4 separate regions of the Sus scrofa genome follow, and all the other regions are linked to region 1. The links are chromatin contacts, called in public Hi-C, HiChIP or PLAC-seq and promoter capture Hi-C maps. All regions are on one chromosome and are shown on one strand. The core of a region is the stretch at or near the end of the contact, and the rest is flanking DNA. Distances in the headings are between cores, read along the strand shown. Region 1 holds the start of ZBTB12 (zinc finger and BTB domain containing 12). Region 2 holds the start of AGER (advanced glycosylation end-product specific receptor). Region 3 holds the start of PPT2 (palmitoyl-protein thioesterase 2). Region 4 holds the start of CLIC1 (chloride intracellular channel protein 1).

Evidence for each region. Promoter capture Hi-C pulls out the DNA fragments that hold promoters and counts their contacts. A called contact is a pair of places that touch in the nucleus more often than the background predicts. HiChIP or PLAC-seq counts read pairs in DNA pulled down with a chosen protein or histone mark.
Region 2: a contact with region 1 is called in a Hi-C map of epiblast stem cells, with 3 times the contacts expected there. The contact joins the promoter of AGER here to the promoter of ZBTB12 in region 1. A contact is called at or near these places in 1 of 5 promoter capture datasets (liver), 3 of 47 Hi-C or Micro-C datasets (embryonic fibroblasts, epiblast stem cells and liver) and 1 of 2 datasets of contacts at active chromatin or transcription factors (alveolar macrophages).
Region 3: a contact with region 1 is called in a promoter capture Hi-C map of liver, with 3 times the contacts expected there. The contact joins the promoter of PPT2 here to the promoter of ZBTB12 in region 1. A contact is called at or near these places in 2 of 5 promoter capture datasets (fetal liver and liver), 6 of 47 Hi-C or Micro-C datasets (embryonic fibroblasts, epiblast stem cells, heart right ventricle and 3 more) and 2 of 2 datasets of contacts at active chromatin or transcription factors (alveolar macrophages and skeletal muscle).
Region 4: an H3K27ac HiChIP or PLAC-seq map of alveolar macrophages shows a contact between it and region 1. The contact joins the promoter of CLIC1 here to the promoter of ZBTB12 in region 1. A contact is called at or near these places in 2 of 47 Hi-C or Micro-C datasets (embryonic fibroblasts and heart right ventricle) and 1 of 2 datasets of contacts at active chromatin or transcription factors (alveolar macrophages).

Annotation. Positions count from the first base shown.
Region 1 is chr7:23,993,011-24,000,665 of Sscrofa11.1, forward strand. It overlaps ZBTB12 (zinc finger and BTB domain containing 12), which reads right to left and starts at 3,970. Exons shown (of 2, transcript NM_001101821.1): 1 at 3,735-3,970; 2 at 1,520-3,230. The coding sequence starts at 3,210. The coding sequence ends at 1,831.
Region 2 is chr7:24,217,662-24,225,316 of Sscrofa11.1, forward strand. AGER (advanced glycosylation end-product specific receptor) reads right to left here and starts at 3,501. Exons shown (of 11, transcript NM_001123218.1): 1 at 3,370-3,501; 2 at 3,014-3,120; 3 at 2,691-2,883; 4 at 2,447-2,511; 5 at 2,250-2,337; 6 at 1,973-2,155; 7 at 1,698-1,828; 8 at 1,395-1,536; 9 at 1,081-1,107; 10 at 833-959; 11 at 459-727. The coding sequence starts at 3,421. The coding sequence ends at 628. It overlaps PBX2 (PBX homeobox 2), which reads right to left. Exons shown (of 10, transcript NM_001123157.1): 3 at 7,410-7,554; 4 at 7,308-7,407; 5 at 7,019-7,209; 6 at 6,699-6,834; 7 at 6,424-6,577; 8 at 5,948-6,036; 9 at 5,736-5,822; 10 at 3,904-5,623. The coding sequence ends at 5,531. RNF5 (ring finger protein 5) reads left to right here. Exons shown (of 6, transcript NM_001123224.1): 6 at 1-322.
Region 3 is chr7:24,184,546-24,192,200 of Sscrofa11.1, forward strand. It overlaps PPT2 (palmitoyl-protein thioesterase 2), which reads left to right and starts at 3,879. Exons shown (of 9, transcript NM_001123167.1): 1 at 3,879-4,072; 2 at 4,977-5,170; 3 at 5,409-5,562; 4 at 6,017-6,112; 5 at 6,202-6,309. The coding sequence starts at 4,063. PRRT1 (proline rich transmembrane protein 1) reads right to left here and starts at 2,347. Exons shown (of 4, transcript NM_001123170.1): 1 at 2,206-2,347; 2 at 770-1,305; 3 at 262-447; 4 at 1-99. The coding sequence starts at 2,224.
Region 4 is chr7:23,848,075-23,855,729 of Sscrofa11.1, forward strand. CLIC1 (chloride intracellular channel protein 1) reads right to left here and starts at 3,088. Exons shown (of 7, transcript XM_021098462.1): 1 at 2,867-3,088; 2 at 988-1,493. The coding sequence starts at 1,026. It overlaps MSH5 (mutS homolog 5), which reads left to right and starts at 5,277. Exons shown (of 24, transcript NM_001195358.1): 1 at 5,277-5,467; 2 at 5,853-5,976; 3 at 6,354-6,434; 4 at 6,874-6,936. The coding sequence starts at 5,318.

The sequences.
Region 1 (7,655 bases), core at 2,720-5,219:
CTGGTTGCTTTCTAGTTTCTAGGTCACTAGATAGAAGGCTCGGCCTCAATTTTGGCCTCGCTTCTCTAACAAGCAAGAAGGGGGCGATGGGGACACGCGAAGGACACCTGAAGGTCTCCTCTTGGCTGGTTCTAGCATACTGCTTTAATGTCCCCTGGAGCAGCGACCCCCTCTTGAAAACCTGGGGCTAAATGTCTCCTCTGTTTATGCCAGACATGTTAGGCCACCACATGCACTAGGGATTCAGGTAAGCCTCCAGAGTTGCGGGAGTCATTGCCGTCTGTTTAACAAGCATATCCAGGCAGGTATTGCGTGGGTCATAGCCCAGTCAACAGTACTAAGACATACAACTTTGATGGGTCTATTTGGGGTACCATCTCTTTAGATACTACATTATGGTCAAATTTTGGAAAATATCTGTATTTCACATGCAGTATTTGACTCAGGTAGGTGGTTGGGACATAGGGCACCTGAGGCCAATACAAGGCCTTCTGGGAGCTGTAGTCCTCTTTGGTTAAGAACTATTCCAGAGCTTTCTGGGAATTGTAGTCTTCTCCACACCCTAATCCAGTGATTTTTTTTTTGCCTTCCAGGCGACACGAAACTTTTTCCCAGACCCAAGATGCCCAAACTTAGGCTCCTGCTTACAATTTTGGCTGGGCACAGCGATCACACCTAGCGCCCCTCCCTAGCCCTGGTACCAGACTCAACTAGAGGGGCAGGTCAAGTGTTGACACCTCTGCCAAACAATCATGGAACCTTTGTGACATGAGGTATCCAGCAGGTGTTGAGGATGCAGAACTGGGGGTGTGGGTCCCTGGCTGGAGAATCCCACTTGTTACACTCCCCCTTCCCTTGTCAAGGTAGCTTCAGGCATGAGACCTGGATGAGTTGTGACCTCCAGGTACTTAGCAAATGGCATCAGAGTGTGAGGCGGTCTAGGGTCGGAGAGTCATTTACACACAGTTGCCAGACAGAGTATAAGAAAAAAAAAAGTTTTTTGTTTTTTTTTTATTTTGTGGAAAACAAAATCAGAAAAACTAAAACCCCAAACTCCAGAAAAAATCCTAAAAAATACGTTTTTTCTTAAAAAATACTGTATAAGTCTCTACTCCTCTCCCTCCCCCCAAACAGCCCTTCTCATGTCCTCTCATCTAAGTGCCCTACCCCCCACCCCCACCACTATTCATAGTTCTTGCTATTGTACCCCACTTCCCAATATCTACCCAGGATGCTCACCCCCATATTCTCTTACCTGCCACCTTATTTTGTTCGCCCTACAATTTTGGTGAGCCTTGTACCCACAGACCCGTTCCCCCAGCATGCAAGAACTTCCTTTTCTGGGATTCAATAATCCTTTCCCCCTACCACTCCCTCTCCCAAGGTTCTATTCTAAGCAGGAGCACTCAAGCTGCCTCCTGCCAAATTCCCTCCCGATTCCCACCCTCCCACCCCCTACCTCAAGAAATGTCAGAACTTCTTCCTGGGCAGACCTAGCCAGGAATGAAACATTTTCCAGTCTTTGCCCCCTCTCATTCCTATAAGACCTTTCCCCTCCCTCCACATATCTATGCACCTCTAAGAGAAGAAAATCTTTCTCTGGGATCCCCTTACCACTCCCTTGGCCTTCCCGAAGAACCCTCCCCATCCTTTTCTTCTGAAGAGGCAGCTTCTCTCCAAGGAATCTGTGGCCCCTCCCTCAGGGTGTGTGTCTCTTCAGGCTCCCCACCGAACCTGCCTATCCTCGATCCCCCACCCCCCTATTCTCCTGGGCCGGGGGGGGTCCCCTTCCTACCCAGCCCAGGGCCCCAGCGCCTGCCCCTGCCAGCGCTAGCGGATGAGGACGTTGATCTCAGCCACGCTGGCCTCCAGCACGTTCTCGGCAGTGGTCTTGCCGTGCTGCTCCTTGAGATGCCGCCTGATGGCAGGCTTGTGAGCGAAGCGCACATCACAGTAGGAGCAGCGATAGGGCCTTGCTCCAGAGTGGAGGTTGAGGTGGTCGTGCAGTGTGGACTTCTGCGTGAAGCACTTGCCGCAGATGCCACACGAGTGCGACTTGACGCCGCGGTGTACGTTCATGTGCCGGTTGAGGTTGCTGCTGTGGTTGAACTGCTTGCCGCAGCGCGGGCACATGAAGATGAAGTGCTGAGCCCGCATGTGGAAGACCAGCTTCTCCACGCCCTGGAACACTTCCGGGCACTTGGTGCACTTGATGTTCTTGAGGGGATTTCCACTGGAAAAGCCGCCGGGGAGGGGTCCCCGGCTGCCCCCCGCCCCCAGGCTGCCCCCCGCCCCCCGGGCAGCCATGGCCACCGCTGCTGCCTCCACCAGGCCTGAGGTGGCCCCCACGCTGGCCCTGCCGCCGGGGATCAACAGCAGGCCCTCCCCTTCCGCATCCTCGGAAAGGCTGTAGCAGGCTTTCACCACGCCCTGCGGTGGGGCCACAGTGCTGGGGGGCACGCTGCTCTGGGCCAGCTCTCCAAGGTGGCTGCCCACAGAGCCTCCGATGCCCAGACCTCCTCCCAGGCCTCCGGGAGGTTTGAGCCGGTGTGCCACCTCCAGGGCCGACTCCACCTTGACGATGCAGATGTCAGACACGTCCTCATCCTCATCCTCATCCTCTTCCTCGGCCTTCAGCTCCAGGTCCTCATCCAGCGGGAACTCCAGCTTCACAGGCCGCAGGAGTGGAGGGGGGAGAGGGGGTGGGGGTGGGGGTTTGGGGGCTGGCTTTGGGGTCCTGGCAGGAGGGAGAAGGGATTTGGTGGCACTGACACTGCTCACAAGGCTGGCATCGCTGACCCCATCCTCTTTGAGGCCTATTTTGGGCTCGATGAACTGGCTGAGGGCATTCCGGCATTTCTCCACCACGTGCTCCATCTGCAGGTAGGAGGCGGCCGTCAGGTAGTTAACGATGTCCCTGACGGCGAATTCCAGGGCGCCCGTGTAGCAAGAGAGCAGCAGGTCAGCCACTATGCGTGCACTGTGCATCAGCGAGACCTGTAGCTCAGAGCTGGGGTTCAGCAGGAACTGGTCCCGCAGGAACGGCGAGCAGGCAGCCAGGATGACCTTGTGGCCGCGGAACTTGAGACTGTCGGCCACAATGGTCACGTCGCAGAACCGCTCCTCTGCGCGGAGCTGGTTCATGTTCCGCAGTGTAGCGGCCTCGTGGCCAGGCAGCTGGAAGCGCAGGACTTCCACCCCAGAGGCCATTGTGGCGAGGGTGGGCAACCCTGGTTGGGAAGGAAACCAGTCAGAGACAAAGGTCTCTGGCTTTCCTAAGCCAAGGCTCCAGGCCTCGCACTCTCATTCTTGCCTGGCCCCCCAGCATCAGATCAGCGGGTCTTCAAGCCTCTTCCTCAGTTTCCCCAGCCCCCGGGGAGGCGCTGTCCCTCGGAGAGGAGGGAGGCGTGGTTCCCGGGGGCGGGGCAGCGGCGTCCACACCCCCCAGCCCGACCGCCCGCGATGATGGGGCGAGCCCGCGCACCCACGGGGGAAGGTCGGCAGAAGGGGGAGCAGAGGCCTGGGGCTCTGGGGTGGCCCCGGCTGCAGCCTTTTCTCACCCCGCCTCCTTTACCCGCTGCCTCATTCCTCCGCCCCCCCCCTTGCACGTTTGCACGCGCTTTTCACGTCCTCCCCCCACGGCCTGCACGCATCGTGCACGCCCCCCCCACGCCTTCAGAACTCCGTGGCACGCCCCCCCCCGCCCCGCGACCCTGAGTGCACGCGCCTCTCACCTGGCCCGGTTCCGCGCGCTGTTTTTTTACCCCCCTATTTCCCCCACCCCCCCGGGGCCGGCTGCGCCCCCACACACGGGCAAGGCCTGGGCAGCGCGCAGGCGCGGGGGTGCACGGGGCGCGCGCGCGGGGCCGGCTCCGCGTGGGCGTAAGGGGGGAGGGGCGGGGGCGGCTCGTGCCGTGTGTTCCAGGCCCCGCGCGCGGCGGCGTCGGCGAGAACTCAGGGAGGAGGAAGAGGGGAGGGAATTAAAGGAGCAGGATTCCCCCTTTCCCGACCCCCCTTTCTTCGCCAGCGCCCCCCCACACGGTTAAAGGGCCAGACAGCCTGGCCTCCCCTTTGGCCAGTATTATTTGTCCGCCAGAGCGGAAATACGTTCCGCACCCCCCTCTTTCTGGCTCCCCCTCCTCTGTGCCTCCCGGCCCCGCGGCCAGTCTGCGCGTGCGTGCCAAATGCCGCGCGGAGGCCCGCTCGCTCGGGCCCGCCCCCCGGTCCCGGCCGCCCTCCCGCGGCGCAGCCGGCTCCTCGCCCCTCAGCGCGCGCCCCCGCCCCCTGCGGTCCCCGCCTGCCTGGCTCCCCGCGGGTGGCGCTGCCACCTGCTCCTGCGGCTGGTGCTGCTGTGGCCCAGCTGTGCGGAGCGGGGGTCCCAGACCACCTCGTGGCTGTAAGAAGCTGTTGGTTGCTGTTGCCCTGCTGAGAATCCTCGCAGTCCCTCCCGCCACACTATCAGACTTTTCCAATACTTCTGAAGCATAATAACCACCCCAGCACTCCTGGCCTAAAAGGTATTTTAACTTCCTACAAGGCCAGGCAGTCCAGTATCCTCGACTTCCTCTCCTCCGTCTCAAAATCTTATGAGAATCACACCTATCGTCCCCCTCCCTCCACTTTCAGAATTGATCCCAATTTCTTGCCAAGGTAAATGCCCTCTCAGTATCCATGACCTTGTCCCTTTCACCCCTGCTGTATAATTAGCCCTAGTACGAATTCTCCTAATTATATGAACATTTATATTAGTACATTTCAGCTATCCTTAATCTTTCCAACTGTCAGCGTCCTCACGCCTGCCCTTCCACACAACTGACCAAGTCAGAGCTCCACTGCCCTACACAAGACCCTTCCTCAACTCTGCACCGTTGCCTTCTCTTTCTCTGTCACTCCCAAACTAAGCTACAGTCTCCATGGCTTCACCACTGGCATTTCTTAGCGCCTAGAAGGCCGACTCCCTTCCCTTCCTCTTCCTTGCATCCCTCATACCTACATTCACTTCCCCACCCATCCAAGTCCAGGTGAAGAAGCCTCTGTTTCCTGCCTACTGGATGTGTTTATTGTATCTTCCAGGAGACTACAGTATTGTTCTTACACATCAGTGCTGGTGGAACTGCTAGTGATAGAATGTGTTCAATATCGGGTTTCCCGGAGTTCCCGTCATGGTGCAGTGGTTAACGAATCCGACTAGGAACCATGAGGTTGTGGGTTCAATCCCTGTCCTTGCTCAGTGGGTTAAGGATCCGGCGTTGCCGTGAGCTGTGGTGTAGGTCGCAGACGTGGCTCGGATCCCGCGTTGCTGTGGCTCTGGCGTAGGCTGGCAGCTACAGCTCTGATTCGACCCCTAGCCTGGGAACCTCCATGTGCCTCGGGAGTGGCCCAAGAAATGGCAAAAAAAAGACAAAAAAAAAAAAAAAAAAAGTATCGGGGTATCGGGTTTCCCCATTAGATGGTAAACTTTATTGCGTGAATTACATCCTGTTTTGCAAATAAAAGTCATACAATAAATGACTGACTATTGAAGTCATTCCTCTTCAGTTCAGCCAGTATCCACCCATAAAATGTTTGTTCCTGATTTAAACTGAATCCTGAACTCAGGGATGCCCTTTGGAGGGGCAGTGGGGGTGGTATTCAGAAGGTGCCTCTACTCTTTGCCTTTCCCTTTTAAATTCTCTTTTTATGCCTTCACCCAGGGTTCTCAATTCTAAAATGCCCTCTTTGTAAAAATATCTTTGTTGTCAGGCCACGTAGATTCCCTTGGCTTTTGTGTCATACACACCTAGGCTCAGAGCCATATTCCACTGCTTTTGAAAAGAGGGCCCTAAGGCAAGTTATTCAATTCTCTGAATCACAGAGTCTTTACCTCTGAATTGGAGGCCCAGATTCCTCACAGGGCTAATGTGAAGTGAGCCTGGCATATCGTAGGTGCTGAATCGGTGAAAGCTCCCTTCTCTTTTGTCTAATTGGGGAACAAACTGAAGTTTTCAAAAGAACTTTTACTAGAAACTCTGTTTCCTTACCTTATCTCTTCTTTGCCTCATTGCCAACCTTCTTAAATGGATAGTTCAGAAAGTTCCCTGGTGGCTCAGCAGGTTAAGGATCCAGCATTGTCACTGCTGTGACGTGGGTTTGATCCTTGGGAACTTCTGCATGCTGAGAGCTCAGCCAAAAAAAAAAAAAAAAAAAAAAAAAAAAAAAGTATAGTTCACACTCCAGTGAGAGCAGAAATTTAAAAATTTGTCACAGTAAGAATTTAAGTTTGTAAAGTTTTGACTCCTATCTCCTTGCTACTTCTTTCTGCGAGTATGAATGGGACAAGGGGCCTAATCTCAGCTTAGAGTTTAGGTGGTCCTAGAGCTCAATTCTCAACCCTTCCAGGGCCAGCCCACCCAGGATAGTTTTTTATTTTATTTTTTGGCCAGACTCACACGGTGTGTGGAAGTTCCTGGGCCAGCAGGCCAGGGATCAAACCCATTCCTCGGCAGTGACTCGAGCCATAGCAATGACAACACCGGATCCTTCCCCTGGAACCCTCACAGGGGAAGTTCCTCCCCGCCCCCCCCGCCTGGATTTTTTAATAATGGGCTGGTAAGACTTTCTTGTGTTACAGCAGAAACTCCAACATCTCCCCTTTCTCCTTTGCCCACACTCAGCTCTGCCCTTCCTGTAGGTTTCTGGTGGAAACTGCAGCCTGTTCAGGTGATGGTGACAGGGGCTCCCAGCTTGAGAAAGGCAACTCTGTGAAAACAGAAGGCCCACACCACTCCCATCTCTTTAAAACCCCTTTCCTAAACTCCCAGGCATCTCTTACAATGTAATCCACTCCCCAACCTTCCCTCGGTGCTGGCACCTTCTCCTAGTAACCTATTCCCTCCAGCTCTTTGGATCACAGCCCCGGCCTCTTGACCTACTCTTCCCTCCCCCTCCTGCATTGGAGGGCGTTTAGTTCTGCCCGCAGCCCTTGACCTTCCCCTCCTCCAAGTCCTGCCCCTGACTCCCCTTGCTCAGTTCTAGGTCTGGGGAAAAAATGGTGGTTCTCCTAGTTCCTTGTCAATCCAGGAGCTGGATGCTTCTATCTCATGTCACACACCCTTTCCTCCCAGCCTCGAGAGTCCTGCTCTGCTACTCCCTGCCTCGCTCCTTGTTGCCACGGACAACTGACTTCCAAGCCTGCCCGTGTCCCTGAGACTGACCTAATCCACAGCCCAATTAAATTTTCTTTTTGTTTACCGTTTCACAGAATCATTAGTATGGTTCGATACTCAGAAAGTATGAAAGGGGAGTTCCCGTCGTGGTGCAGCAGAAACAAATCCAACTAGGAAGCATGAGGTTTTAGGTTCCATCCCTGGCCTTGCTCAGTAGGTTAAGGATCTGGCGTTGCTGTGGCTGTGGTAAAGGCTGGCAGCTGTAGCTCCAATTAGACCTCTATCCTGGGAACCTCCATATACCGTTGGTGCAGCCCTAAACAGACGAGAGACAAAAGACGAATTCCTAGTTGGATTCGTTGCCACTGTGCCATGATGGGAACTCCAATATTACTGGTTTCTTCAAAGCTTCTTGACCTCCTTCCAACCACTGCTGTCTTGACTCCATCTCATCCAGTTTCTTCCCAGAATCAGATAAGCTGGTGATTTACATCCTCTCTGAAATTTAAC
Region 2 (7,655 bases), core at 2,251-4,750, 220 kb after region 1:
ACATCTGCAGGATGGGAGAACCTTTGCTCTGGACGGACGGCTCCCTCGAGAGCAACGTAACTCCCAGCTCAGGGAGGGGGAGGACCGAAGAGGAGGCCCGGCCCTCCTCCCTCCCAATGCTTTGCTTCCCCCACACTTCTTGATTTGATGCTGACAGGTGGGCAAGGCTCCCTCTGATGCTCCCCCCACGTTCCCCTTGTTGATTTAATTTAATTTTTCCCTCCCCAGTGTCTAATGTGGGCTCCGAGTCTTCAGTGCTTCCTTCCCCTTACTACCTCCTTTCTTACAAATTCAATAAATAAGGTGAGATGTATTCATGGGATCTCCGCCCACCTCTGTCCGTCCCTGTCCCTCCTTCTTTCCACAACAGGGAGCATCTTCTCCCTGGTGTGAGTGGGTGTTGGTGTGGTGGGGGGGAGGGTGTCTCACACACACACACACAAACACAAGCAAATGGGGCAAGATGTGTCAGGTGTTTACTCATGATGGCTTGTGGGGGGCTCTGGTTGTGGAGGAGAGCTTGGGGAGGCGGGGTGGAGATTATACAGGGGTGAACTGGTCTGGGGCCAGAACCGAGTGTGGGAAAAAGAAAAGGCAGAGGGTGGGTGGCCGTCTGGCTGGGGCTGCTCAAGGCGCTCCTGCACTGCTCTCAGCCGCCTCGGGATCCTCCGGCTGGTTCAGCTCCGCACGCTCCTCCTCGTCTTCCTCCTGGTTTTCGGGGGCCTTCCTGGGAGGGGGCGTTGGGGAGAATTCGCCGTATTTCCAGCACTCTGTCATCCTCCCCCCGCACCCCTCCCTGCTGCCTGGAGGCCCTCTGGCCTCCTCTGCTCACCTCTCCTGTCCTCTGCGTTGCCGCCTGTGCCACATGATGACCCCGACGAGCAGGGCGGCGGTCCCCAGGCCTCCCAGGATCCCCAGGGCTAGGGCTAGCGTTCCCAGCCCCGGCCCTTCGACAGAACCTGTGGGGAGTTGGGGAGAACTGAGGGCACAGCCCCGCCGCGCACAGTTCCTTTCTTGCCCAGTATCCCCGCGTCGTGCTGAGGGCGGTCAGCTTCCCTCTGACCTTACCCAGCCCCTCACCTGCCGCCGGCCCCTCCTCGCCTGTTTCTGGAAGACAAAGTTGGAGCAGGTCAGAAGGAACGGCTTCAGTTTGGGAGAGGGCTGTTGAGCGGCAGCCCCCACAGTCTTTCCCTCTCCTCCCGCGGTTCAGCGGGGAGAGGGGCCAGGCCGCCCGTTCTCTCGGTGGGGTTTGGATGGGGCAGAGGGGGCCTAGATGTGGCTGCACTGAGGGAGGGGTGGGGTGGCTCTTGGGGACAGTGCCAGAACGAGGTGGGGAACTGGAGCCTGCGGTGTCCCTCCGCCTGCCCCAGGGGCCCTTTGGAGAGAAGTCTCACCAATGATGCTGATGCTGATGGCTCGGCTCTTCTGGGGCCCGTGGCTGGGATGGGTGGCCACACAGCTGTAGGTTCCCTGGTCCTCAGGCCCTACCTCAGGGAGCAGCAGCACGGGGCTGGGGGAAAGGGGCAGGGGTGTGCCCTGGGGGGGGGGGGGGGGCGGGCAGGAGACCATTAACCACATCCTCAGGTACCCTTGTCTTCCTCAGCTCTCTCCTGCCCCCTATCTCCATGGGCCCCTTGCCCTCCTAGCTGCCAGTGACGTAACTCACCACCTCCCAGCCCCTGTTCCAGGTCACTCACATCCTTGGTCCAGTGGATTTGGGGCGGGGGCTGGACAGAGGTTTCACAGGTCAAGGTCACAGTCCCACCAGGAGGTACAGCTCCACCTGCTGGCTCTACCACCAACTGGACTTCCTCCAGGGGCACAGGCTCTGGAGGTGGGCCGGGCATGAGTTGAAGAGTTAAACCTGTGTGTGGTTCCAGTGGCCACAGACTTAACCCTCTGATCCCCAAGGGTCCTCCTTCCTGACATGTGCTCACCCAAGCTTGGGGCAGCTCCCCACCTCTGTGCTCACCCCAGACACTGGGCCGGATGGGAGCTGTGTGCAGGGCTCGGCGCCGGGGAAAGCTCGGGCTGAAGCTACAGGAGAAGGTGGGTTGGGGAGCTCCTCCCCAGGCCGGGGTCACCATCAACTCGGAGTGGAGTGTGAAAAGCCCTGTCTCGGGGTGTCTCCTGGTCTCTTCCTTCACAGACACTCCTGTGGTGGAGGGAAGACAAGGCGAGGCATCCAGGGTGGGTGCAAGAGAGGGGCCACAAGGAAGGCAGCCGGGAGGGGGCGCCTTGGGGCTCACCTTTGCCGTCAGGTATCAGAGTTTTTCCATCCAAGTGCCAGCTAAGAGTCCCTGCAGGGTAGCCCCCCTCAGACACACAAGTCCCCACCTGGGGAAAAAGTGACGTCGTCATCTTTGACGATAAGAGACTCCACACAGGTGCACTCCTCTCCCCACTCTCAGGACCCCTTTCGACGTCTCCCCTTTTCATCTGCTACCTTGTTGGGGACACCAGCCATGAGTTCAGAGGCAGGATCAACAATGTCCGGCTTCCCAGGAATCTCTGAAGGAGGGAAACTTCCTATCAGAGGCTGCAGCCTTGAAGGTTCTCACAGCCCGGGTGTGGGAATGGGGGCAGCTGAAGCAGGTTCTCAAATGCCAGGGCCAGGGAGCCAAGGGCTGGGGTGGAAGGCTTTTCCTGAGATGGGACGTGGGCCTCGAAGGAGGCCCCGGAACCCTTACGGTAGACTTGGACTCGGTAGTTGGACTTGGTCTCCTTTCCGTTCCGGCTCGTTGCCCGACACCGGAAAGTCCCCTCGTCCTGGATCCCAACAGCCGGCAGGAGGAGGGAGCCATTGGGGAGGACCCGTGCCACACTGTCCCAGGGGCCTCCCTGGGGAGTCAGGACCTTCCAAGCTTCTGTCCGGCCTGTGTTCTGGGGTCAGAGGGGAGAGGTCGAAGTGGCGCAAGCCCTTGGGGAGAGGGCTGATGCGGTAGGCAGGACGGATGCAAATCCTCACTGGTCTCCCCAGGAGTGGGAAGGCTGTGACGAGAGCCCCACTTACCAGTTTCCATTCCAGCTGCTGGGGTGGTTTCTTGGGGGCCCCCTTACAGTTCAGCACCAGTGGCTTCCCGATCCGGGCTGTGATGTTTTGATCACTTACTGCTACCCCTGGGAGACAGCACCATGACGGCAGGACAGTGGGGGGGGGGGAGGGGAGGCACAACATCACAGTGGCGGGGCGGTGGGGGGGCAGCACCACGATGGAGGGGCAGGAAGGAGGGTCTGATAAAACTAGAACCCAGTGGATGTGGGAGATTGAAAAGCAGTACCCAGGTTCCCAGAAAGTTGTGGGAAGATTTGGGGAGGGGGCAGAGTGCTTTCTGGGGGGAGGATTGGTGTCAGGGAGGAGTGGCTCACCCCACAGACTGAGGACCAGCACCCAGACTCCGGCCGTTGTCCCTGCTGCCATCCTGCTTCCTCCCCAGGCTCCTGGCTCTGTCTGCCCCTCGTTGCTGTGGCCACCACCCTAGGTGGGGCTTGTACCCTCTCCTCCATCCTGTCCCGTCACAGGGAATGCTAGGAATTCATGCCTCTTGGACAAGAGTCCTTCAGGTACTAAGAGAAACAATTGTCACCCCACCCCTGGGCACAGCCACCATCTATGGGGGTGGGGAGTTTATTTCCTAGGGTCTTTCAGCCCCTCAGGACCCCAATCTACTCCATCAGTCCACGATTGGAGGACCAGAGCCCCATCTTGACTTGGCAGTGTTGCCAGGCAACAGGGTTCAGGCCTGGCTCTTTCCCTGGAGAGGAGGCAGGGGTGAGACCTGGGGCTTGGGTGGTGGGGGCAAGGCTGGGGGACTCAGGAGAAAAACCTATCTGGGGCTCGATGAGAGCAAAATATTTTTTTCTGGGGTTTCTCATGTTTTTTGAAAAGAATTCTCAACTAAGCCCAGGGAAAAAAGAAATTTCTTTATTTAAAACTGCATTTTTTTTGTTTTTTGTTTTTTGTTTTTCTGTGAAACTACAAGTTTACAAGTGAGGCGAGAACTGCCCCTGGCCCATGCCTCCCCCCGCCAGCCATCACACTCCCAACCTGCCCCCCAATCCTGCCGGGATCTTTGACAGGAGAGATTCCCCACTGTGACAGCCTTATAAAATCCTGAGGATGTTTGAGGGGTTCAGATGGTAGGGTTCAGGGCCAAGGGCAGGACAGTGGTGTTTTACCTTCCCCCAAACCTGGCAGCCTCTCTCCTCTCTCTCCCCACCCTCTTGATTTTGGACTGAGAAAAAACAAAAAGATGCCTCACTTCTGGGGAAATCGAGGGAGATAACATACACAAACACCCCAACCCCCAAGGAACATATTTGGCAATAACCCCCTCCCCATTCTTCCCCTTCCAACCTGCAGATAGTAGCTTTAAAAAAAGATTTAAAGATGTGTCACTCACAGGGGAAGGTGGCATTTGCTCAAGATTAGAGTCTGGCCCGGCCCAAGGATTGTGGGAAGAGGGGCCGATAGGTTGGCAGAACAAGCCCCGACTGCCTTCACACCAAACGCAGCAGAAAGCTGCCTGCACAAGCAAACACCTAAGTGGCTTTACAAGCAAAGGAGAACGCCTAAGTGGCTTTAGGGGGGCAGGCTTGGTGCCCTACTAAATGTACTTCCTGACAGGACTGGAGCCAGGCAGGCCTCTTCACCAGTTCTATCTGTTCCCCGTCCTCTTATCATGACCCCTTTGGCTATCACCCCTAATATGGGAAAGCAAGAAACAAACGAAATCAACATATTTATAAAAACATCTACTTCCCCCAAACTAAAAATTAAGAACCACCATCACCAACAAAAAAACCCTGAAATTAAAAAAAAAAAAAAATACAGATGGATCCAGGGTTAATTTTTCTTTCCTTAAAAAAAAAAAAAAAAAAGTTCAACCCCAAAGCCCAGTCAACAATTCCCTAAAGTAGCAGAAACTCCCTCCGAGGTAGATATCTGAGTCAGACACTCTCGTCCACCGAGCGATTCTATTGGTTTAAGATGAGCTGCGTATGAGGTAATAAAGCCGTCTGGAGGGGCAGGGGTGGGGAGGCACAGGGGCGTGGCCCATGTCCTCTGTCCAGAAGTCATGTCCCCATTTTTGGCATCTCTGGTCGGGCAGGGCTGGCTGGCGGCTCCATAGATCCCAGAACAGATAAGGGGGGTGGGGGAGGGAGAGTGGGGGCGCCTAGAAGAAGAGGGGGCGGGGTAGGAGAGAGAAACAGAATGCATGAGAGAGAGAGGGGAGAAAGTTCTGAAAACTAGGATTCTAGGTGTGTGTATTTGTGTGTGAGCAAGAAAGGGGAGAAAAAATGAAGGAAAAAGGGGGAAATAGACCCCACTCTCCTCTCAGGGGACCCCGTCTTCCTTGCCACAGAGTCAGCACCCCAGCACTGAGAGAGTCTGGCCAGGGAAGGGATGCTCCTGTTGGCCCGTCTCTAGCTTGTGCTTCTCCTGTGTCTGGGTTTGTCCTCTGGATGCCTGCGTCCTCTTCAAGAGTTGCCTTGGGAGCCCCCACCCCTGTGGCCCTCAGGGGCGAGATCAGTTGGAAGTGTCAGAATGAACGCTCCCTGGTCCCTCTGTCGGAGACGTCACTGAGGACGGAGTCACAGCCTCCTGCCAGCCACCGTTTGCCTGGGAAAAGAGACAAGACAGTTGGGGTAGGGCTTTGGGGAACCCAGTGTGGGGACCGGCACCGCCCCGGCAAACGCCATCCCGTCCTGGTGGTATTCACTCATTCACTCACCCTCATTTCCCGAGGGCTATACATCTGGCCTCCCCCGAGGTTATCCCCATAGCCCCCTGGCCCCATCGAGTGTCGGAGTGATTCCACCTGCAGGCAACGGAGGAGGACATGACACAGTGAGAAGAAGCCTCAGAAGAAAAAAAGTCGCACATCCTAAAGCAGGGAGTCGGAGTTTGGGAAAGCCCTACTCAAGGCGGGATGGACCACCTGACCTGGGAGGCAGAGTAGGAATCTCCGTTGAGCCCGGGCATTCCCAGAAACATGTCACCGGATCCTGAGAGATTGAAAGAGCCGCCAGAGCCTTGGGGGAGCAGAGGGGGAATTAGGGAAGGGTGTAACGGAGCCTGTGGTGGCAGACAGGAGACTCACCACAGCTCTCAGTTTTCAAAAAGCCCCTGACCTAGCTCTGCGGGGCTGTGCCACCATACACAAATGACCCACAAAACAACACTGCAACACTCAGGGAACGGGCTATTCCTGAGCCCTCCTTGGCCAGTGGCCGGAAGAAAGGCAGAAGTAAATTCACTGGAGTGGCCTCTGTCCCCTGGGGTCCCCATCCCATCTCAGCTTGGTCCCGCTCACCCCAAAAGGGCCCCCTCTCTGCTATGATCCTGCCTAGACAGGAAGTGGGAACAAAAGCAGGAAGCGTGCAAAACAGCCAGCCAGGGGTGGCAGCCGCGGGATCCACCTGCGGAGGAAGGGGGTGTCGGGGAGCTGGTGCGGCTGTGGCCTCCCTGGGTGACCGACACGGCGGTCTTGACAGCGTAGATGTTTGCCTCCTCTTGGAACTTTCCAATATTTTTCTTGTAACGAATCCGCTTGTTGCCAAACCAGTTGGAGACCTGCGGGGTGTTGGGCAGAAAGGAGGCTCAGGTGGGAACCTGTCCCTCTGTAAACACCTGAGTCATCAGGACTGGAGAGCGTTTTGCCCCCAAACTCCTTGTCCCCAAGCCCCCCCAGTACCTGAGAGACAGTGATCCCGCACTTCTTGGCGAGCTCCTCCTTAGCCTCCTCACTAGGATATGGGTTACTCAGGTGGGAGTAGAAATACTCATTCAGGACCTCAGTGGCCTGTTTGCTGAAGTTACGACGTTTTCGTCTACGGAGGAGAGAGGGGCCGGTGAGGAGGGTGTTGGTGTCCCCACAGGGCCACCATGTTGCTGCACCCCAGAGGGCACCGCTGTCACGGAGAATTGTGTATTCTGCAACATGGCAGCCCCGAGGCTGAGAGACGAGTGGAAGGAGCCCGGAGCTGGGGGCCGGCCTGGGGCCCTGGGCCCCACCTGGCATCCAGGAAGCGGGAACGCAGGATCATGACGGCCTCGCAGGTGCTCTGCTTGAGTTGCATCTGGATGGCGCTGAACTTTCGATGGATGATGCTCACCATGCGCTCCATCTCCTTGGGTGCCACGGGCCGCGTGCGGCTCTGCTCCCTCAGCAGGTTCATGACGTGGGTTGTGAACTCGTTACATGCCTGCAGTGGGGGCCGGTGGCCTGGTGAGGAGGGGCCCGTGGGCCTCGAGATTCCCCCAAGGGCGTCTCCCTCCACCCGCTCCAGCGTCCTCTCCTCACCTGCTCGTACTTCTCCAGCTCCGAGTGGTAAATGTGGCGGATCTGGGCAAGTTTGCTGCGATAGTCCGAGTGTTCGATGGAGTTGTCAGGGGACACACCGCCCCCGAGGCTGCGGCGGCTGCAGCTGCTGCCGCTGAGCCACCCCCTTTCTCGGGCCCAGCCACACCCTCCGCCAGAAGCATGTTGTCCAAGCGCATCAGCTGTGGGTCCACGGGCTCCTCCTCTTGGGAGCTTCGGATGCTGAGGCCTAGCGTGCAGGCGGGTGGACTTAGGGACCGGGGACCCCACACCAGCTCTCAGCCCTCCTGGAGACCCAGGTCTCCAGGTGTGGGTCCTCTTCCCAGGCCT
Region 3 (7,655 bases), core at 2,629-5,128, 190 kb after region 1:
TGCTATGCCCACCGCCAGGGAGATGAAGGAGAAGTTCCGGGCCTCTCGGGAAGCGATCTCGGCTGACACCATGTCTCCGCGGGCCAAGGCCGTGCGCACCTGCAGGGGAGGGTAGGGGAGAGCGAATCAGAGAGCTGCTACCTTGGCTGCAAGCCCTACCCTCCCTCTAAGATGCTTCCCATAACGTCCAGCACTCTCTGGGAATAAGAAATATCTAGTGAACCCCCCTCTGCATACTCTGCCTCCCCCCCACACACACACCTGCACTGCCTTGAAGATGGCAATGATGCCCGTGGGCCAGAAGCAGCAGATGGTGGTCAGCACTGCGATGGGCATGTAGTCGTGAGGCGGGCGCCTGGGCTCCAGCAGGGCCAGCCCTGGGCCCTGGGGCGGCGGGGGGAGCGTGGAGGTTACTCCCGTTCCCCCCGGGGTCCCGCCAGCATAGGGCTGTGGAAAGAAGGTTGTAGGAAGAGGAGGTCACTCATAACCCTCTCCGAGCCCACCAACTTTTCACATCTGGCAGAGAAAGAAGGTTGTTTCCTCCTTTCAAATCTCCTCTGCACTTTGAGCCTATTTCCCCTCCCAGACCCTGGTCTTTGACGCCAACCGACCACCAGTCACTCCCAGGCCTTTCCCTAGTCCCACCTCTCCCTTGGTCCCAGAATACCGTCTGGTCCCCAGCCCCTAGTGTGTCCCCAATTCCAGGTCCTTGTTCCATCGTTTCCCCACCCCCCCTCCCTCCCCCCGGCCCTGTCTGCCCCATACTCACCGTGCCCACCGGGTAGACTGGCACGTAGGCAGTGCAAGGCTGCAGCTGCAAGGGGTAGCCGGGAGCTACGTAGCCCCCCAGCGGCAGCGTGCCCACCGCTCCCGTGTGCGTGGGCACCACGAAGCCCGGGGCCTGGGCAGTATGAGAGGGCGCCGGCGGGGACGGGGCGGCGGCGGCGGGCGGTGGCGGGGGCAGTGGGCCCTCAAAGCGAGTCTCCTGCAGGTAAGGGTCGGGTGGCATGCGGGGCAAGGTGGCGCAGCCGGGTGGGGGCGCCCCGGCGGCGGGGCCGGGCGGAGCATGGTGTGGGGGCCTTGGCAAGGTGGCAGAGGACGAGGGACCACGCTGAGCGGTGGCCCCGGAAGCCAGGCCCCCTGCCCCTAAGCGCGGGAGCGTGGCGGTGCCGGACTGGTGGTAGTGGTGATGATGGTGATGGTGCGAGGAAGGGGCTGCCTGTGGGGGCGGGGCGGGAGGTTCAGCCGGAGGCTGGGGGGCATTGTAGGGTGGTGGGGAGGTGTGAGGGACTGAGTCGGGGAGGCCTGGGGGCAGTGAGCAGAGGCGAGGGGAAGGGGTCAGTTAAGACAGACAGATGAAATAGGAGGGGTAGGGGGAGACACAGAGGGTCAGAGATGGAGAAAGATAATGGGAGAGACAGAGAGGAGATGGGTGAGAAGCCGTCTCTCATTCTTGGGGCAGGAGAAGTGTTGTATCTAGGCCATCACCCCCTCACCCCCCCCTCTTCTTTTCAATCTAGTTTTGAGGTCATAACTCTCCTGCTTCTCTCCCTTCTTCAGCAGTGGGCACCAGCTTTAACCTGCAGACCCAATCTCCTAGCCTCCTTGGCTTATGACTGCCTTTGGGCTTGCCTATCTGAGCTGGTCCTGTGCGTGCACATGTGTAGACATGCAACACTGTGTTAACATGGGCTCAGTTCAACAGTTGTATAAACACATGTAGGGTAACATGTTCCATTCTACCATTCCTTCAGTGGGGAGGGGTGCCCTAGTCTCTGGGAATCTCAGTACCTCTTTTAGGGCAGATTAAAGAAGAGTCCTCTGGATTTAATTCCCCTGACAACCCCCATCTGATCATCTCTCCTTATTTCTCTTCTGGATGTCTCCATGTGAGCCAGTGTCATCTGTCCATCTGTCACTTGCAATGATGCTATCCATGCAGTACCTGGCTGATGCTAAGCCACTCTTATACTTCCCTCACCCTCTCAACCTGCCTCCCTACCCATGTTGTTGGCAAGGGACAGAGGCTGAGACTGGCAGGAGGAAGGGAAGAGGACGGAGGGTTAGAGAAAGAAGAGGGGGGTTGGGAGTGAGTGGAGAGCTGGATAGAAGGGGAATGAAACAGAACCATCCGCTAGGGAGGGTTAAAGGGGGGGGAGTCAGGAGACAGTGGAGAGGGCAGGAGGGTTTGTTGTTGTTTTCTACCTGACTTTTCAGATGACATGCCTGCGATCTCGCTGGGACAGGATCCGTGCAGCTGGAGTCTGGAGTCGGGGTCCCTGGCTAGCACCGGAGCTGGGTGCGCAGATTGCGCAGCCGGCAGCAGCGCAGAGATGGAGAGATGGAGACAGTGGCGGCGGGGGGCGGAGGAAAAGCAGGGAGGGGGGGAGCTTAAAGGGACCGAGACGGGAGGGGGAGCCTCTCAGATGTACCCCCACTCGGTCTCTCTCCGCTTTTGGATTATGTCTCTCCTCCTCTCACCCCGGCATTCAAGCCCCCAGTTTGGGCTCCTTTGGAGTTGTCATGGAAACAGGGAGGCAAGCAAGACCAGGCAAGGCGGGTGGTACTAAGAGAAGGAAGGAAGGAGAAAGAACTCTCTAGAGTCCTCCCCTCCAAGACTGGCTGTAGTGATTATACTGTGGGAGGAAGCGAGTAGGTGCTCAGTGGATTCAATACCTCAGTTCCCTCTGGATCTGGTTCATCGGTCAGGCCTCCCCCTCCTGAGCTTCCCTATAAGACCTCAGGATCTCTTCCCAAGTCCTTAGCCCTGGTTTTCCCCTCCGTAGGAGAGAGAACCATATGCGAGAGAATCGCGTGCAGAATTGAGACCAGCAATGGCCTGAAAGTTCCCAGGGTTGTGACCTCAACCAGCCACCCTGGCCTGGGATGAATTGGGAGGTAAATTGAGAGACTCTGGTCCAGGGCACCTCTGAGGTAGTAGAGCCGGTTGTACGGTGGGGGTGGGGGAGGGAGGACGGAGAGGAAGCTTGGGGAGATACGTGGCTACCGTCTTGCTCCAGGGTGAAAGAGCTGAAGAGTTTTGGGAGGAGTGGGAGAATCAACCACTCGTTTTAGGAAGCTTGGTTTGGGAATATATGCTTGATTTCCTTTTCCCCTTTGCTTATCGTGTTTCTTAGGGTTTCCAGGGCCCTCCGTGTTCAGATCCATTCCTTAAATCCTGTCCACCCACCACCCCCGCCAAGTCGCAGCGCCACCGTCTGAGTCGACCTGGGGGCACCGCAGTAATTGCAGTCTTTTCATTTTGCTTATTGCAACTCGGGAGCGTGTACGTGGGGAGGGGAGGTGAAGATCAGCAGTCTACGAGCTTTACCAGAGTTGGGCTCTTTGCAAAAACAGAGCCAGGAATCATTGTTACCCACCCCACCTTCCCCCTTTAGACATTCCAGCCCCCGCCAGAGGCAGTCGCTCTCTCAAGCTGAGTCCAGGCGAAGACTACAGAGCTGTGACGGAGGCGCTTAGCCTGGGCCAGCCCCAGGCGCCAGAGATTTAGATCGCGGCTGCATGCCGATCGTTTTGGTTTCTAACGCCCCTAACCCCCTACGGCTGCCCTAACCTCAGTCTACACAACTGAGGATGCAGTTTGGTTTGGCATCTGAGGAGAGACTTCAGACGCAAAGTGAACAGAGGCAAGAATTCAGAGGAGCTGCGAAATTCTTTTTATCAAGGAAAAAGTCTTTAAATGCTAAGTAAAAGCCCTAACCCGGCACCTGGGTATCGGGCGGGGCTACAGGGGCAAAGGTGCAGGACGCCTGGAGTTCAGAAGTCCCGACCGAGTGGGAGGGTCTGAGTAAGGAGCCGCCCACAAAGAGCTCCAAGTCCGGGACGAGGTTTGGGGGTCGCTCAAGTTGAAAGACTGGTCCGAAAACCACGCGAGCTTGAGTCAGAGCTGCCCCAGGGGCCCTCCGCCCCTTGGGGGGTGGGTCGTAGAGGGGCAGCGGAGTGGAGTAGGGTAGGAGAACTTGAGCCAAGCCACACTTTACCCCGAGAGGCCTCGAGGACTCTCCTCGTCTCTGGAGACAAGGGCGCTACAAGCACTTCAGGATGAAGAGTTGTAAGACGCAGACCTGGGGCGGGTGGGAAGGGGCTGGGGGCTGGGTCTGCCTGGGCTAACCAGCCCTCAACTGGCGGACGGCGAAATGCGGACTGCTCCTCCAGACTGTTTCCCCAGCGCCTCCCTGGGGAAAGAGAACTTCGTGTTCTGATGCGCAGCCGGACGCCTGAATTTGGGAACTAGGGCTAATCAAGGCCGGGAAATGGGATCCTTAGGTCGCTGCTGCCGCAGGGCCCGAAGAGGCCTTCTCTCAATTCCCAGCTTGTTCGCCGCTTTTTTCTCTCCCCACCAGTCTAAATGGTTCGCTCCGCCTATTTCCCCCCCCCCCGCTCTAGGGCGCAATGGATTGTCCCATTGCCCCTCCTGTCTCGGGCCTGCGTTGCGGGGGACGCTGGTACGGTTGCTAGGGAAAGCCCCGGACGTGACGGCTAAGCGCGACCCCGAGCAGCCACCCATCTCCCATCCGTCATTCCCCTGCGCGCGGTCTCCTTACACCCTTCCCCTCCCCCACGTGCGTTCCAAGCTAGGGGGAGGTAAACAGCGGGCGGAGAGAGGCTCACGGACCCAGGCCAGGTGGGAGTTTGCACCCTCCTGGGGTCCCGCGCTGCTGCTCTGGGGTCTCTTTTGCAAAACCTCGGTCTTGTACGGCTGGGACGATGCTTTAGGAAGACCCTGGGCCTAGGGACCGAGTCCCCGCTGAGTTGGGGGCGGGGCTTGGGTGCGCATTGGTGCGTCTACTACGTTGTAGGGGGGTGTGTTTGCGGGGAGAGGACTGGAGTGAAAGATATTTTGCGACTAGGACCTAGCATGGGAACGGGCGACGGATGCTGGATTGCCGGCGTCTGTTCCGTAGGGAAGGGGGTGTTGTCATCTCTCTCACAGGCCCTCATCGCCCTCTTTTCAGGCGGCAGCATGCTGGGGCTCCAAGGGCTGCGGCTCCCACCGGCGGGATTCCTGCTTCTGTTGCCATTCCTGCTCTTGCTGCTACTGCCGGCAGCCCCTGCGCCCCACCGGGTTTCCTACAAGCCGGTCATCGTGGTGCATGGGCTCTTTGACAGCTCGTACAGCTTCCGCCACCTGCTGGAATACATCAACGAGGTCTGGCAGGGGACACCGGGTTGTGGGCGTTGGAGGCGTCCACAGTGACTGGGAAAGGAGAATGAGGAACTGAAAGCTGGGCTTCCTCGGGGAGCTGGTGGTGGCGTGGAGAAAGTTGGGGGACGAGGGCCCTGGTTCTAGCAGGGCACGATAGGCATGCGGGCGCTGGCCAGGGGACGGTGTGGACGTCCGGGCTTTGCAGTCCGTCCCCGCTTGCAGCAGTGCCCCCTTCCCACAGACACATCCCGGAACTGTGGTGACAGTGCTTGATCTCTTCGATGGGAGAGAGAGTTTGCGGCCCCTGTGGGAACAGGTGCAAGGGTTCCGAGAGGCTGTGGCCCCCATCATGGCAAAGGCCCCTCAAGGGGTGCATCTCATCTGCTACTCGCAGGGTAGGCACCCCCCCACCCCAACTCCTAAGCCCTGTCTGAGGCTTGATCCTTATCAGAGCGACCCTGCCTGGTGTTCCCTTTTCTGAACTACACTGCTTCAGCCAGGGGCCCAGTACTTGAGCCCTCCCTTTCTGACTTCCCTTAGCACCTGGGTCTTACCTCTGTGTGTGTCCTGAGTGGGAGGGAGGCTTCCTGCACTGCTGTCCCTTTCTTTCCCCATGACATAAGGGATATGGGGACAGTAAAAAGCAGCCTAGAGTTAGTCCAAAGACCCAGAATCAAATTCTGGCTCTGTCACTCACACCATGTGGGAGCTTTTGACCCAAGGTGTGTGGTCTGCTCTGGGCCTTGGTTTCCTTTATGTCCATAATGTGTGTGGGGGAGGGTGCGGAGTGGGGGGACTCTTGGCCTGGCTGTCCCCAAGTCCCTGCCCAATGTCGTGTTCTGCCTGCAGGGGGCCTGGTGTGCCGGGCACTGCTCTCTGTGATGGATGAACACAATGTGGACTCTTTCATCTCTCTCTCCTCTCCACAGATGGGACAGTATGGAGGTAAGTGGGCACTGTGGGCTCCATAGGGGGGCCCTGAGTTTTGAGGGCACAAAGTTTGGGGCCACTTGGCACTGCTGTTCTCTTGCCAGACACGGACTATTTGAAGTGGCTATTCCCTACCTCCATGAGGTCTAACCTCTACCGGATCTGCTATAGCCCCTGGGGCCAGGAATTCTCCATCTGCAATTACTGGCACGGTGAGTAGGGCATGCCGAACTGGGGCCTTCATGGAACAATGGAAAGGGCATCCTGGAGGGTGGGCCTGCTGCTCCTACCTCTGCCATGACCAGCAGCAATAGTAATGATAACTTGCATTTATTGAGCACTTACTATGTGAACAGGCACTGTTCAAAATAGGAGTTCCGTTATGGTTCAGTGGTAACGAACTCAACTAGTATCCATGAGGCCGTGGGTGTGATCTCTGGCCTCGCTCAGTGGGTTAAGGAACTGGCATGGCTGTGGTATAGGCCATTGGCTACACCTCCGATTTGACCCCTAGCCTGGGAGCTTCCTATGCCACGGGTGCAGCCCTAAAAAGCAAAAAAAACCCAAAAAAACAAACCAACAGAAAAACCCAAAATACTTTATGTGTGGAGTTCTCTTGTGGCACAGTAGGTTAAGGACCTGGCATTGTCACTGCAGCAGCTTGGGGCACCACTGTGTGGCAGGTCTGATCCCTGGTCTAGAACTTCCTCATGCCACGGGTGCAGCCTATTTATTTATTTATTTATTTTGTCTTTTGTCTTTTTAGGGCCGCACCCGTGGCCTATGGAGGTTCCCAGGCTAGGGGTCCAATCAGGCTGTAGCCACCGGCCTACACCACAGCCACAGCCACAGCCACAGCCACAGCCACAGCCACAGCCACACATGATCCGAGCCACATCTGCAAGACAGCAAGGCCAGGGACTGAATACGCAACCTCATGTTTCCTAGTCGGATTCATTTCCACTGTGCCACAACAGGAACTCCCAGGTGCAGCCAATTTAAAAAAGAAAAAAGAAAAGGAAAAGAAAGAACAGAAACCAAATGTTTCATGTGTATCATTTTAGAGAGCAGAGACTATGATCTGTTGCAGGGGTTGGCAGACTTTACCCTTAAAGGGCCAGATAGGAAACATTTTTGGTTTTGCAGGCCATATAGTTTCTGTCACAACCCATGTATTGCCACAGTGTGGTACCACAGTACTGAGAGAGCAGCCATAGACCATATGTAAGTGAATTAGTGTGTCTGTGTTCCAGTAAAAATTTACTTACAGGAGTTCCCGTTGTGGTGCAGCAGAAACAAATCTGATGAGCATCCATGTGGATGAGGGTTCAAGTCCCTGGCCTTGCTCCGTGGGTCAGTGATCTGGTGTTGCTGTGAGCTGTGGTGTAGGTTGCAGATGCAGAGTGGATCCAGCGTTGTCGTGGCTGTGGTGTAGGCTGGCAACTGTAGCTCTGATATGACCCCTAGCCTGGGAACTTCCATATGCTGCAGGTGTGGCCCTAAAAAGCAAAAAAGAAAAATTTATTTACAGAAAGAAGCAGTGAAGTGGCTTTAGCTA
Region 4 (7,655 bases), core at 1,838-4,337, 150 kb before region 1:
AGGCGGGGAGGCGGCAGAGAACTCAGAGCAGGCGGGGAAGGGTGCGGGGCTGACGCGGCAGCCCGCCTGCAGTTTTGAGATGCTAATGCGATGGGACCAACCCATGGAGAGTCGGGGTGACTCTTTTTCTTCTGCTTCTATAACCCCCCCCCCCAAATCTCTAAACGCCATAACCCAGCCCTCCTCTTCCTTCTGATCTCGCTCTGCATCTACCCTCCTGGTGGCAACAGCTCAGCTCTCATCTCCTTGCCAGCACCTGTCCTCTCACTTCCCCAAGCCCCCAGGACACTGGATCTCAGCCCGATCACCACCTCTCTAAGGCGGCTTCTGGAACACTACCCGTACCACTCTCCTGTCTCCTTCCACCCCACCAATTCTTCCCAATCCACCTGGTCCTACTCCCAGGACTCCTACCACACCACACCCATTTCCTTGAAACCACCCCCGCTACACACACACACACACACACACACACACACCTCTCTCTCTCCTCTCTCTCTCTCTCTCTCACTCTCTCTCTCTCTCCCTCCCTCCCTCTCTCCCCAAGTCTCCCTCACTACACCCCTCACTTTCTGATCTTCTTGTTGGGCCCATATCCAGATGTTTCCCTCTGTCTCACCCAAACCCTGTAGGTTTCTTGCCGCTCCCTTCTCTTTCCGGCCTCCTCAGTTTGCCGTCCCCCACTTCTTAACTCAGGTCAACCTTCTCAACTCCTGAGAACCCTCCCTTTTCCTGTCCAAGCTGCTGGAAACTTGCACTTTTACAAACTTTTCAGGGTTGAGCCTAGATTTCTCATTCCCAGCACTCAAGTCAATTGTCTTCCCCTCCCCAGCCACCCCCCCAACATACCCTAAAGACTGCACGTGGAGTTGGGGGTGGGGGTCAAAGAGGGAAGGGATTGGGGAGTTAAGGCTGCAGCCGGGGAAAGGTGAGAGTTGCCTTCCAGGAACTTGGAGGGGGGGCCTAGAAGGGAGAAGGTGATCTTACCTTTACGAACAATTCGACCTGAGGTTGTTCTTCAGCCATGGTTGCGACCAAGAGCAGGAAGCGGCCGTCGCTGGGGGAACTGGGAGGGGCCGGGGCCGGGGAAGGCGGGTCTCACAGAAGAGATTCTCTCCCCTAGACCCAGGACGGGCCCTTCAGCGCTGCTCGAGCCCGATCAGACCCTCTCACTCCCGACACGGCCTCCCGACCAGTCCTGCGGACTCCACACCCAGCGCCTCCAGCTCTACCCCCTCCTGGACTGGATCAGGGAGCTGACTCACTGACCGCCCCGCCCAGAACCTGGGGAGGGGACTGGCGAGGGGGGCGGGCGGGACGATCTAGGGAGTGGGTCCAGAGGAGAGGTTCTCAGGTCACCCACACGATGGGGAAGGGGGTGTTGAGGAGATGGAATCCTGGGAAACTCCTTGTTTCTCTGCCAGTCTCCTTGAACACAGGACTTCTGCCTCAGTTTCCCTGCTTCGTGAATCAAAGGACACTCCCACTCCACCCTAAGGGGGGGAAAGGTGACACTGCTTGAGCATGTCCCTGAGGCCCCCAAGAGGGAATCAGAGAAGGAAACGGTGGTCTTTTATTCCTTTTCCCAGTGTTCCCTCAGGACTCCAGTCCAAATTCTGGGTTGCCAGGAAGGAATGGGGTCCAGGAGAGGGACTTGGAAGTGGAAACTGGGGTTGGGGGTAGAGAATGGTGAAAGTTAGGGCAGAGGGTGGGGAAGGGAGATAACCAGGCCTTGTGTTGGGGAAACAGGAAGCTGAACCCAAGGGCCTCATCACTGGGGGAGGTCCTCTCCCAGGCAGTAGCCTGGTCAGCTTTAAAGCTTCCACTTCTCCCCGCCCCTCAACCCCTGGGGCCCCTTGCTGTGCCCCTTGCCCTTTTCTCCCTGACAGGTTGCCTTGGAGATGGGGTGGAAGCGTGGGGTTACTGTGGCCCCAGAATAGAGCTGCACTGATCCCAGGAGCTGGTGATAGCTAGTCCTATCATGAGGGGGAAAAGTGATGATCAGACAGAATAGGGCGAGTGAAGTCCTTAGGGACACTAATAAAGAAGCAGGGAGGACAGAGGAAGAGTAGCTCTCTCCCTTCCTTCCTCCCCAAGAACCTTGATTTTAGAGGGTCTATCAAACTCTTGATGATCTGCTAAAAAATAGCCCAAGAGTATGTCCTCCAAACTATACATATGCCAGCCTCCACATTTGAATCTTCCTCCTATTCAACCATCTCTTTCTTCCTCACCGCCCTCTGTCTAACAAGACACCTGCAGTCTCAAAAACATTTAGTGCCGTGCAAGGACATAGGAGCCCAATGGGGATTGAAACTTAAAGAAAGGGGGAGAGTTGGGGGAGGAGATGGGTGGAGGGAAGAGAGGAGTTGGAACCAGCAGTTAGTGGTTTCCTTTCATGCTTCCTCTTCTGTGGGTTTTCTCCTCCCTGGAGGAAGGGCTTTCTCTCTCCTCCTCAGAGAGGGATATATTTGGTGTTTGCTCCCTTGAATTGTACCATCGTATAAGGATGCAGAATAATACAAGGAGTATGTAGGGTTTTTTGGGGGAGGGGTATCTCCTCCATGGGTGACTCTCAAAATCTGCACACACAACCCCTCCCATCTGAGGAAGGAAGGTCAAAGCAGCGCTACTTTCCAGAGTCCTCTTTTGCTCCAGCTGGTCCATGTCCACCAGAGAATTTGCCCCACAAAAATCTCCCCTCTGGGAGAAGCCTCAGGCAAATGGGGCCAGCCCTGAGCTCAAACAGGTTTGGCAGCTTCTCCCCCGCCTCTCTATTCTCTCCTACAGCTTTTATAGCCAGAGCTGCCTTTATCATCAATATTGACTTTGGCTAGCTGGTGTGGCTACCCACAAAGTATTTTACCTTAGTTTCCCAGGTGACAGGTAATGCTGCCCTCTCCAGGTACCATCCATCAGTGCCTCATGGGTTCGAAGCCAGGGCCTACAGCCCCAAATCCTGCATCACAGAAGTTTCCTTCCCGTCTCAATCTCCTGGCTCCTGCTTTTCTCCTATCTCAGTTATCTCCCCTTTCCTTCCCCAGGCTTCTCTTTCAACTCCCTCCCCTTCCTCAGCTTGGTAAACCTGTCCCTAATCTCTTCCCATCCCAGGTTGGAAGGTGTGTCCCTCCCTGACACACCTTAGAGCTGTCACCTGGCCTCCTCCAGGTTTCCATAGCTTCATTGCTCAACAATTTGCAGGGGGTAACCATTAACCTAGCCCTGAACTCCTCCACTTTCTCACTAAAGGGGATTTTCCAATCATTGGTTAACTGAGCCAGGTTACCCCACCATTTTCCCTAAGCTCTTGGGTGGGACCTCTGCATTCAGAGTACCTGGAACAAAGCTGGGAGGAAGACGTTTTTTTTTTTTTTTGTCTTTTTGCCATTTCTTGGGCTGCTCCCTCAGCATATGGAGGTTCCCAGGCTAGGGGTCTAATCGGAGCTGTAGCTGCCAGCTTAGCCAGAGCCACAGCAACACGGGATCCAAGTCGCGTCTGCAACCTACACCACAGCTCACGGCAACGCCAGATCCTTAACCCACTGAGCAAGGCCAGGGATCAAACCTTCAACCTCATGGTTCCTAGTTGGATTCGTTAACCACTGCACCACGACGGGAACTCCAGGAAGATGTATTTTAAGGATGTTTTTAAAAGTATGTGATTGGAGTTCCCATCCTGGCGCAGTGGTTAACAAATCCCACTAGGAACCATGAGGTTGTGGGTTTGATCCCTGGCCTTGCTCAGTGGGTTAAGGATCTGGCGTTGCCGTGAGCTGTGGTGTAGGTTGCAGATGCGGCTTGGATCCCGTGTTGATGTGGCTCTGGCGTAGGCTGGTGGCTACAGCTCTGATTAGACCCCTAGCCTGGGAGCCTCCGTATGCCGCAGGAGCGGTCCTAGAAAAGGCAAAAAGACAAAAAAAAAAAAAAAAAAAAAGTATGTGATTGTTTATTTCTATCTCCCTTACCATCTCCTTCTTCTCCTCCCCTCACACACACAGACTCAAAAATCAGGCTTATGGAATAAGGACTTAATTATAATCCCTGCTTCCAGTCCACGGACCTGGCCCAGAATGAATGACACCCTTCTGTCCTTAGGGGTGTGTGTGAGTGTGTGTGTAGGGGTAGGGGCATGTCCCAGTAGAGGTGTAGGTATTCTTATCAGGTCTAGCGCTCTCTGCCAGAAGTTGGTGTAATTCGAATGGTTCTATCTTCTCCTGGGGCGCCGAAATTATTAATTAGGCCCTGTGACCCCTGTGGGAGGAATCATACTCAGCACCCAGGCAAATGTGGGCTGAGATAGGAGCCTCGTTTCTTATGTTTACGTATTTATTTAAAATTCTCAAATGGCTCTTAATATGTTTGCCAGACACTGTTCTAAGCTCTTTATACCTATTAACTTGGAATTGTTGGCACAGGTTGAATTACTATTGCTTATCTCCACTCTTCAGAGAAAAAAAAAAAAAATCAAAAAGCCGCGTCTCTGTTCCTTTAAGGTCGGCCTCTTCTCCAGATTCTCCTATAAGGTTCCGGGGGCGGGGGGGGGGGGGCTAAATTCAAGCTCTGCTTTGGATCTTCTCACAGGCTCCACCCCGCGTCAATCACAGCCCAGCAATCTGACTGCCAGAGGCCTGGGTGCTAGGCAACTGCAGAGGGCGGGAAGTTTGAACGTTCTGGTCCTGCCCTATATGCGAATAAGCCAATCATCGTCCAGTCTTTTCTGCGGGCCTCTGCTCCTTTTCATTCTGTTGGATGTCTATGCAGGATCCGGGTCTCTTCAACCAATAGTGTCTAGGAAGGCGGGGCATGTGCGCGCGCACCCCGCCGTCGCGCCGACGGCACACCCCTACCTCCTGCTCGCGGCTGTTAGTGACGCGGTCTTGCACACGTCGCAACCCAGGTGACTGAAAACGCGGGAAAATACCGCCAGTTGTCCGCGTCTGAGTGGGGTAGTCTAGAGCTTGAGGCTGTGATTTCTGGGGCCTGGTTGGCTGGGGAGAAGAGAGGAGGTGTGCACAGTTCGCCCCTTGGGGCTCTCAGGCTGTTTGCCAAGTACAGCCTCTGCGTGACAGAAATGGGGGGGGGTGGAGTTTCCCACAGCCTGTACTTTAGTGAAATACCCGAGAAATCGCTCCTCCAAATGCCTTGCACTTGTGACCACATCTCTCGCAGGCCCTCGCAGCCCTGCCCCCTCGGCCTTCTCCCATTAATCCTCAGTAGATTCGTATTTCTGCACACACCCCCCACCCTCTCCTTCTCGCGGGAGAGATCTCGCTCCTGAACCGCCTTCATTTTCTGCATCCACAGAGCCTCCACGGCCATGGCTTCCGTAGGAGCGACCTCAGGCAGGACGCCGCAGGAGCCGGGACCCGGGGAGGCCCCGACCAGCCTCCCCAGCCTGGCCCCAGTGCCCGGCTTCGGGGAGGGGGAGGAGGAGGAAGAGGAGGAACCCGCGGAGGTCGGGGCTGGGGTGATGTGGGGGGCGGGAGAGCAGGAGCTGGAAATTGGAGAGGGGGAGTTAATTGGAACGTCTGATTGTTAGAAGGTAAAGCGGCTGGGAAGAGCTGTGCTAGTTACTTGCCTCCACTGAGTGTCGGTTTCACATTTACTGAATGGTGATGTTGATGCCTATCTCAGAGGGGTTCTTTTTTTTTGTTTATTTTGGGGAGTTCCCGGACCAAGGAGCCAACCCGAACTACTGCAGCCACCCAAGCCACTGCTGTGACAAAGCTGCCCGATCCTTAACCCACTGAGCTACGAAAAAACCCCTATCTCAGAGTTGATAAGATGATTAAAATTAAATGAGGCATGGCCCAACCCTGGTTCAAATTTTAGTTTCCTTCCTTGCTGGACAGATTCATCTGTGTGTGCTGTGGAATTCAGGACACCTGGGCATTGCCTACTATGACACTGGTGACTCCACCATCCACTTCATGCCAGATGCCCCAGACCATGAGAGCCTCAAGCTGCTGCAGAGAGGTGAGGACAGAGCTATGCATTCCTCTTCTATGGGGCTGGAAGTGTATTTCACACATATGTCCTTAGCTGACTCAATCTATTTTATTAATTGACTCCTAGAGGCTCCCTTTGTTGTTTTTAGTAATTGACGCCAAGAGACTCCCTTTGTTGTTTTTAGGAATTCAGCTTATTATCCGCAAGTGTACCAGGTGCTGGAGATTTAATCTCATGCCTGACTCCTCCTATCTATGCTCCCAATGTGGGGGCACTCCCTACTCTTAGAGGGAGGAAATAAATTGTATGGGGTGAAGGGAGATAGCAAGGGGAAGACTACAGATTTCCTTTTGGGCAAAAGATAAAAATCTTTGAACTCGTTTGTTCTCCATTCTCCTTTCAAGTTCTGGATGAAATCAATCCCCTGTCTGTTGTTACCAGCGCCAAACAGGATGAGAATATGACCCGATTTCTGGGAAAGCTTGGTAAGGACTAAGTAAGCGAAAGGGGGAAAATGGGAAGGACTGAAGTATGGAATGTTCCAGGAGACTAAAGGGTCTTGGAGGAGTTACAGCCAGGTGACCAGAATTGAGTGAGAGGGAAGGTGGAACAGAGGCACAAGGACTTAGATGTACAGACTGATGGTCCTTTCTTTTCTTTTTTAAAAAATTTGTTTTTGTTTGTTTATTTATTTTTTTTTCAGCCACACTTACAGCATATGGAAGTTCCCAGGTCAGGGATTGAAACCTAGATGAATCTGCAACTACGCGGCTGTGTAGCCACAGCTGCGGCAATGAGGGATCCTTAACCCACTGCACCCGGCTGGGGGATTGAACCTGTGCCACCACAGAGACAATGCCAGATTATTAATCCACTGTGCCACGGTGGGAACTCCTGATGGCTCTTTCTTTGCCTCTCTTACAGTCTCCCAGGATCACAGAGCGCCTAAGAGACCTGAAATTGTATTTTTGCCAAGTGTGGATTTTGGTATCTCCTCTCTTTTACTTTGCTTAATCCCTCATCCCAGTTTTCCAACCCTTTCTCCTAACTCCCATCTCCATAGTCAGAGGTCTCCCCTCAGCCTTATCTCATTCTAAACCTTTGTGTTCTTCAAGCCTAATCCCTACTCCTTTTTTTTTTTTTTTTTTTTTTTTTTGTCTTTTTGCCTTTCCTAGGGCTGCTCCTACGGCATATGGAGGTTCCCAGGCTAGGGGTCTAATCGGAGCTATAGCCACTGGCCTACACCACAGCCGCAGCAACACGGGATCCGAGCTGCGTCTGAGACCTACACCATAGCTCACAGCAATGCTGGATCCCTAACCCACTGAGAAAGGCCAGGGCTTGAACCCACAACCTCATGGTTCCTAGTCGGATTTGTTAACCACTGCGCCATGATGGGGACTCCGCCTAATCCCTACTCTTTAATAACTTGCAGTTTAGGCTTGTCTAGGGATGAGGGCCTTCCCTGAGAAGGAGTGGTAACACTTTTTGGTCAGCTTTGATTGTTCCCTTTAAGCATTTTAAGCATTTTCACCTTTAAGCCAAAACCATTTGCCCCTTAAAAAAAAAAAGTACTTCCTTAGTGACTTCGTTGATCCAGAAGGCAATTCCATAACCTTCCCAGGTGTGCAAAAAGGACAGAGTGTTCTATCCAGAGTGTAAATTAGATGTTAGGACATCGTGTTATTTGTTCCTATTAATGTGAT